2 separate regions of the Mus musculus genome follow, and region 1 is linked to region 2. Evidence: chromatin contacts called from public HiChIP or PLAC-seq data. All regions are on one chromosome and are shown on one strand. The core of a region is the stretch at or near the end of the contact, and the rest is flanking DNA. Distances in the headings are between cores, read along the strand shown.

Region 1 (3,939 bases), core at 705-3,204, 330 kb before region 2:
TGCTTCCCGCTATGATGATAATGGACTGAACCTCTGAAACGGTAAGCCAGCCTCCAATTAAACATTGTCCTTTTTAAGAGTTGCCTTTGGGGCTGGTGAGATGGCTCAGTGGTTAAGAGCGCCGACTGCTCTTCCGAAGGTCCCGAGTTCAAATCCCAGCAACCACATGGTGCCTCACAACCATCCGTAACGAAATCTGATGCCCTCTTCTGGAGTATCTGAGGACAGCTACAGTGTACTTACATATAATAAATAAATAAATCTTTAAAAAAAAAAAAAGAGTTGCCTTGGTCATGGTCTCTCTTCACAGCAATAAAACCTAAACTAAGACAGGGGCTGTGGGTCCCAGGTAGCCTCTAGCAAGCTAGGAAGCTCATTAGCCTTCTGTGGGTCCATTCCTTGGGTCTGATAAATGACCATCTGCTGTTCTATTTGAAGGGATGGAGGAAGTACCACTTGATACCTTGCTCTGGTGACCAGGAAGCCACATGGTGGGACAAGGTGAGGACCTCAGCATAAGGGTGGGAGCTGGGAAAGGTGGAGGCTTCACAGGGAGACATTCAGAGAATGTATGGAACTGTGAAAGAATGTGAGCTCCTTTCTCCTTCTATGTGGGAGTCTATGTAGGGTCAGGTAGTAGAGGCAGATGCTGGGCTACCCGGGATATAAGCTGTCTTAGTTAGGGTTTTACTGCTGTGAACAGACACCATGACCAAGGCAACTCTTATATTTTTGGTTGTGAGCCTAGCCTTTAACGGCTGAGCCATCTCTCCAGCCCGACCAAGGCAACTCTTATAAAGGACAACATTTAATTGCAGCTGGCTTACAGGGTCAGAGGTTCAGTCTGTTATCATCAAGGTGGAAACATGGCAGCATCTAGGCAGGCATGGCGTCAGAGGAGCTGAGAGTTTTGCATCTTCATCATCTGGAGGCTGCTAGGAGAAGACTGGCCCCCAGGTAACTAAGACAAGGGCATTAAAACCCACACCCATAAGGCCACTCCTACTCTAACAAGACCACACCCACTCCAACAAGACCACACCCACTCCAACAAGGCCACACCTCCCAACAGTGCCACTCCCTGGGCCAAACATATACAAACCATCACACAAGCAGACTTGGCTATAAATCTTGATCTCAGGGTTCTGGGGCTACCTGAAGTGCAAGCCTTGTCTCTCTCGGCCTCAGTCAATGCTTATAATCTTGTCAGAACAATTAGGTAACAAAAACCGGAGCACGAGACCAGGCACAGACGGAGGCTTTCAAGTTGTCTGGTGCAAGGCTCACAGTGCATGCTGTACACATGTCTGGGGAGTTCTGAAGACCTCCGTTTGTTTGTTTGTGCCTGAGAGGTGCCTGGCCACTGACCTGGGAAAGGGTACCAGCCAGCCCAGAGTACCTTCCATGAAGATACCAGGCGCCAGGGGTCAGGAGGCTTGGGGAGTTCCTGTCTGTCTGAGATCCCTGGCTCTGTTCCCCAGTTTGACCCTGCAAGTCTCTCACTCTGGGCCTCTGTCTCTACTTCTCAGCTCATCCCCTGGGCTGTGACTAGTGGAATTGGGGGAGAAGCAAGGATGGGAAAAGGGGCTCAGTGGGGGCTCCTTGAGGCTTCTCTTGAACCTCCCCTAGTCCCAGCTATTGCATTCTTGACCCAATCTTAGTCGTGTGTCCCTCAGGGTGGGGGCGGGGGTGCATCTCAGCCTCCAACTCTGATGGTTCCACTTAGGAAGTTAAACTTCTGACTTTCTGATGGTACAGCTGCTGTCTTCTGGACTGTATTTGATAAACTGTAGGAGAGACTAAAGAGCCCAACCCCCCTTCCTTCAGTACTTCTTCCCCGACCCCTTCCCTCTCAGGGTCAGTGGTGTCTTGAATAGGAATGGACCCCACAGATTCATGTGTTAGAATGCTTGACTCCTAGGGATTGGTGCTACTAGGGGGTGTGGCCTTGTTGGAGGAAGTACGTTACTAGGGGTGGGGCTTTGAGGTCTCAGCTGTTCAAAACTGAAGCCGAGTGGTTCAGTTTCATTTCTGCTGCCTGCAGATCAAGAACTCTCAGCTTGCTGGGCAGTGGTGGTGCACGCATTTAATCCCAGCACTTGGGAGGCAGAGGCAGGAGGATTTCTGAGTTGGAGGCCAGCCTAGTCTACAGAGTGAATTTCAGGACAGCCAGGGCTACACAGAGAAACCCTGTCTCGAAACAAAAACAAACCAAAAACAAACAAAAAGAACTCTCAGCACTATTCTGCCATGCCTCCTGCCATGATGATAATGGACTGGACCTCTGATACTGTAAGCCAGCCCCAATTAAATTTTTTCCTTTATAAGAGTTGTTGTGGTCATGGTGTCTCTTCACAGCAATGAAACCCTAACTAAGACAGGGTCTGTCTTCATTCCATTCCCTGTGGCTGCGATGTTTAAAAATTCCCTGACAGAAGCAATTGTGGTAGTTTGAATGGAGTGTCCCCCACAGTGCTGGGCATTTGAACACTTGGTTCCAGTTGTTGGTACTGTTTGGGGAGGATTAGAAGGCATGGCCTTGTTGGAGGAAGTATGTCATTGGAGGTGGGCTGGGGAATTTAAAGATATGAGCCATTTCTTTTTACATTTTATTTATTTTTATTTACTTATTCATTTATTGTTTTTTTTTTTTTGTTTTTTGTTTTTGTTTTTGTTTTTGTTTTTTTTTTTGAGACAGGGTTTCTCTGTGTAGCCTTGGCTGTCCTGTAACTCAATCTGTAGACCAGGCTGGCCTCGAACTTAGAAGTCCGCCTGCCTCTGCCTCTGCCTCTGCCTCTGCTTCCCAAGTGCTGGTACTAAAGGCATTCACCACCACCGCCCAGCGATGTGAGCCATTTCTAGTTCACTCTTTTTGCTTTGTGCTTTCAGATTCAAGATATGAGATCTGGGTGCCTGCTCCTGGGGCTACGCCTTTGCTTAGGGATGCAAATAGATACCATTCCTGTAATGTCAGGATGCTCTGCATCAGGGACTCTAAAGCCTCTGCAACTGTAAGCACAATTAAGCGTTTTCTTCTGTAAATTGCCTTGGCCATGGTGTTTTATCACAGAAATAGAAAAGTAACAAATAAAGCAACCTAAGGGACAAAGGTTTTATTATTATTATTATTATTATTATTATTATTATTATTTTGTTTTTGGTTTTTCCTGGCTGGCAGTTCAGTACCCCTTCCATCCAAGCAGAGACATCAGGGAATCAGACACTGGAAGCAGCTGGTTATATTGTATCAGTGATCTGAAGGCTAAAAGCAATCAACACCCCCGGCTGCTCATCTCTTCATTCATACCACCCAAGCTCAGAGTCAGGGTGGTTGATCCTATTCTCTGCCCAGAGATCCTTGTCCCAGGTGATTCTAGATTCTGACAGTAACGCTAACCACCTCAGCGTCTCATGTGTACCTCAGACTGGCTTTGAACTTGATCCTCCTGCTTCCTCAGCCTCCCAAGTGCTAAGATTCCAGACATGTACCACCACAGCCAGCTTCACACTTTATCATAAAACTAGGCGTTGTGTTAGATGATGTCACCCACTGTAGGCTGATGTCAATGTTCCGAGCACATTCAAGGTCAGCGAGGCTAAGCTGCAATGTCAGTGTTCGTTCGTGGCAATTAAATACATTTTTGACTTAATGATGTTTTCGTCTTATGATCGACCGACTGGGACTGTGGTTCTATAACTAAATCAAGGAAAGATGAACTTGTCCTGTATTACCTCCACTGCTCAGCTGGATAAACTGAGGCTCAAAGAGAGAAGGCAATAAAAATGGCCACAAGAAGGAAGTATTGGGTCAAGACTTGAGCCCAGGCCTGCTTGGCCTGTGTGTGTGTGTGTGTGTGTGTGTGTGTGTGTATGGTCAGCATTAAGTGTCTTCCTTGGTTATTCTCTGGCATATATTCTGAAACAGGGCCTCTCACTGAA
Region 2 (3,816 bases), core at 638-3,137:
GTGTTTGTGTTTGTGTGTGTAACAATAATTACAGAAGAGGTCATGAATTTGGGGAACGGGGACCCAGACGAGTTGGAGGCAGAGATGGAGACAGATCCAGTGCTGTATAGAATGTGCTCACACACACACACACACACACACACACACACACACACACACAAACCTTTAGCAATAACTATACATTTTTGTTTGGTTGGGTTTCTTTTGTTTGGTTGGGCGTGGGCTTTAATACCCTCATCCGAGCTGGCTAGAAGTCAGTCTTCTCCTAGCTGCCTTCGGAACAAGAGGTGGAACTCACAGCTTCTCAAGCCCCACATCTGCCTGGACACTGCCATGCTCCTGCCTTGATGATAATGGACCTGTCAGCCAGCCCCAATTAAATGTTGTCCTTATAAGAGTTGCTTTGGTCATGGTGTCTCTTCACAGCAGTAAAACCCTAACTAAGACAATCCCCCAGCACTAAAGAAAGACCATCAGCATCTCTCAGGCCTGGAGAGATGGCTCGGTAGGCCTCTGGCTGCTCTGACAGGGGACCTGGGTTGTTCAGTTCTCAGCACCTACACAGCAGATCTTTTATAAGCATCTGTAACTCCAGTTCCAGGGGATCTAGCGCCCTCTTCTGTCCTCTGAGAAAACTGCATGCACACTGCATATATGTATGTATATATATACATGTATATATATATGTATATATATATACATGTATACATACATACATACATACATACATACATTCATACATACATATGCTGACAAACACTCATAATATAGAATACATAAATCTTTTGAGTTGGGCATAATGTTAGCACTCAGGAGGCAGAGACAGGCAGATCTCTGAGTTTGAGGCCATCCTGGTCTACACAGAGACTTCCAGGGCAGCCAGGGCTACACAGTGAGACCCTGTCTCAAAAAAAAAAAAAAAAAAGGGGGCTGGTGAGATGGCTCAGTGGGTAAGAGCACCCGACTGCTCTTCCGAAGGTCCAGAGTTCAAATCCCAGCAACCACATGGTGGCTCATAACCATCCGTAACAAGATCTGACTCCCTCTTCTGGTGTGTCTGAAGACAACTACAGTGTACTTACATATAATAATAAATAAATCTTAAAAAAAAAAAAAAAAGAAAAAAAGAAAAAAAGAAAAAGAAAAAGAATCCAGGCAGAATCTGTCTAGAAACTGAAGAAAGACTTCAAGGTCACAGATATCCTGGCTACAGAATGAAACCCTGTCTCAAAATAAATAATACCCGGGCTGGTGAGATGGCTCAGTGGGTAAGAGCACCCGACTGCTCTTCCGAAGGTCTGGAGTTCAAATCCCAGCAACCACATGGTGGCTCACAACCATCCGTAATGAGATCTGACACCCTCTTCTGGAGTGTCTGAAGACAGCTACAGTGTACTTACATATAATAAATAAATAAATCTTTAAAATAAATAAATAATACCCAATCTCCACAGGTAATTAGGCCTCTGGTCTCAAGCTCTGACTCACAGAGCAGTTCCTTCCTGTGTTCTCTCCCACTGCTACACAACCCTGGCCATGCTGCTAAGGCCTGGCCTCCTCTGAAGTGTGGGATGTGACTGCCTCTGTTTAACAGATGGGGAAACTCAGGCCCAGTCAAGCTCACACTGTGACCTCAGGCCTTGACCAAGGCTCCTGGCTCTCCTGCATGGCCCTGCTAAGTCTTTGGGGAACACCACTGCAGGGAAGCAAAACTGCAGGGGAGCACGACTGGGGAGGGGCACCCCTGGGGAGAAGCATCACTGCTGGGAGCACCACTGGGGAGGAGCACCACTGGGGAGGAGAATCACTCAGGGTGAGCATCACTGGAGAGGGCCACCACTGGGAAGGAATGAGTACAGCCTAACGTGGCTTTCTCATTGCTAAAGCAAGGCTTGGTTCAGAGGGCTGGAGGTGGCAAGGGAAGACACATTCTTGGAGCCCCATTGGGGGGAGCTAGATCTCTCCACTCTCATTTCCAGGTACAGGCTTTCTCATGAATCTCCAGTACTGAGGGCAAGCTGGGATCAGCTACTAAGTCAGAAAGTGTGAGAGCACCGGGCAGAGGCTACCTGAGGCTAGTGAGCTGTGATGTTCTGAGGACGAAACACCAGCCACAGTGGAGCCGGCTGCAAAACGCTACATCCATTCCAGTAGTGACACGTGTGACAGGCCCCAAAAACCTGGATATAGTCCAGAGGTGAAAAGTTCACGGAAACTTGGTCCCCTGGAAATTTGGCATCCCCATAGCTAGAATGCCCCAGATTTGTCCCTGCAATAATGTGGAGGGTCTTGCATGCTTTCTTACAGTATTTTACTGGATAAGAGTTAGAAATCTCAGGGCAAGCTACTCCCATATGCAAAAATTTACCATTATCTAGGAAGAAGGAAGATTGGGGTCTAGGGAGGAACCAGAGTAGATACTTAGAACTATAGATAGCTGAGTTACACCCATACACAGGAATTTACAATGGCCTATGGGGAAGGTGGACTATACAATAGACTAGAATAGGAACTACGGCAAGGGCACGATGCCCTTACCCCTGACTTCTAAGATTAAGCTGACCTTAGGTGGGGCTGCTTTTGATCCCAGATGTTAACATTGAATTTTATCCCAGCTGGTTCCTGTTAGCTTTTAAGTACACATTTCCCTGTTTTGTGTAAAAGTCACTTATAAGACTGCTGCTCACTTTGAGACAAATTACATTCAGATACCACACTCCCTTGTGTTAATATTGTCACCAACTCTTTGCCCAACTGAAACCGGGACCCCCAAATTTTTTTCTGCAGATTAAGGGGGGCTGACTGAGCCCGGTCCGCCGCAGCAAAACAGTCTCCTAATGAGTCCAAAATACAGAGTCTAGAAGTGGAGGAGTCCTGGGTTCAGTGGCTAGTACTGCATAGACTGGCCGTCATGGCACACACTTGGGAGGTACAGGTGGGATTATCACAAGGGCAAGTTTATCCTTGGGGTTTGAGGCTAGCCTGGGATACACAAAATTCAAAACAAAAAAACAAAACAAAACAAAAAAAATCCAAAACAGGGACTGGAAAGATGGCTCACTGACTGCTCTTTCAAAGGTCCTGAGTTCAATTCCCAGCAACCACATGGTGGCTCAAAACCATCTGTAATGGGATCCAATGCTCTCTTCTGGTGTGTCTGAAGACAGCAACAGTGTACTCACATAAAAAAATAAATAAATCTTAAAAAAAAGCAATGTTCTTTCCCAGGAGACCCTGAGTGTTTGGAGCAAGACGGAGGAACCATCAAGCCACGTTCAAATCCCTTCGACTCCTCTTATTAACCTTGGACAACCTGCATCCCACCTCTGGGCCACAGCTTGTCATGAACACAGGAGACATAACCAAGGGACCTGCTCACTGTAGTTCGTGGTCTCCTCTCCTCTAAGAAGCCCTAACCTCTGAAAGTGGCTGGCAGCAGCTTCGCTGCTCTCCTACCGTCGACCCAGGAAGTGGCTCCATTCCCCAAAGCACTCAGGAGCCTCTTGATCAAGGCCAGAGACTCAGTCTCCATTTCTGAGGAATGGGCTAATTCACCCATGCTGTGTGTGTGTGTAAAAAGCTCCCAAAGGCAAGCACTCATTGCCCAAACAGATGTCCCAAGAGGAGGCGTCCTCGACCTCTGAAGTGGGAAGAAAAAGCCTGATGCTGGACCTCCAAGAAGAAAAGGGCCCGGCCCCCTCAATCACTAGCCTATAAGACATGTCTCTACCTTCTCTATGACCCTGTTGCCTCCAAACCGAGTGACAAACTCGGCTGGGGACGCGACGGTGAAATCTCTGTGCAGGTCCAGTTTCT

The links. HiChIP or PLAC-seq counts read pairs in DNA pulled down with a chosen protein or histone mark.
Region 1: an H3K27ac HiChIP or PLAC-seq map of embryonic stem cells shows a contact between it and region 2, with 5 read pairs. The contact joins two enhancer-like sites. A contact is called at or near these places in 2 of 484 Hi-C or Micro-C datasets (bone marrow-derived macrophages and embryonic stem cells) and 2 of 115 datasets of contacts at active chromatin or transcription factors (both in embryonic stem cells).

Annotation. Positions count from the first base shown.
Region 1 is chr5:114,515,261-114,519,199 of GRCm38.p6, reverse strand. No RefSeq gene overlaps it. Among named protein-coding and RNA genes, the nearest start is that of Gm13790, 34 kb to the left of the region's middle. Within about 2 kb of position 1,954, at least 7 of the 459 cell types and tissues checked have an H3K27ac peak or open chromatin away from gene starts, as enhancers often do. A contact at or near this core is called in embryonic stem cells, where this site is marked.
Region 2 is chr5:114,184,097-114,187,912 of GRCm38.p6, reverse strand. Acacb (acetyl-Coenzyme A carboxylase beta) reads right to left here. Exons shown (of 52, transcript NM_133904.2): 2 at 3,731-3,816. Among named protein-coding and RNA genes, the nearest start is that of Acacb, 20 kb to the right of the region's middle. Within about 2 kb of position 1,887, at least 9 of the 459 cell types and tissues checked have an H3K27ac peak or open chromatin away from gene starts, as enhancers often do. A contact at or near this core is called in embryonic stem cells, where this site is marked.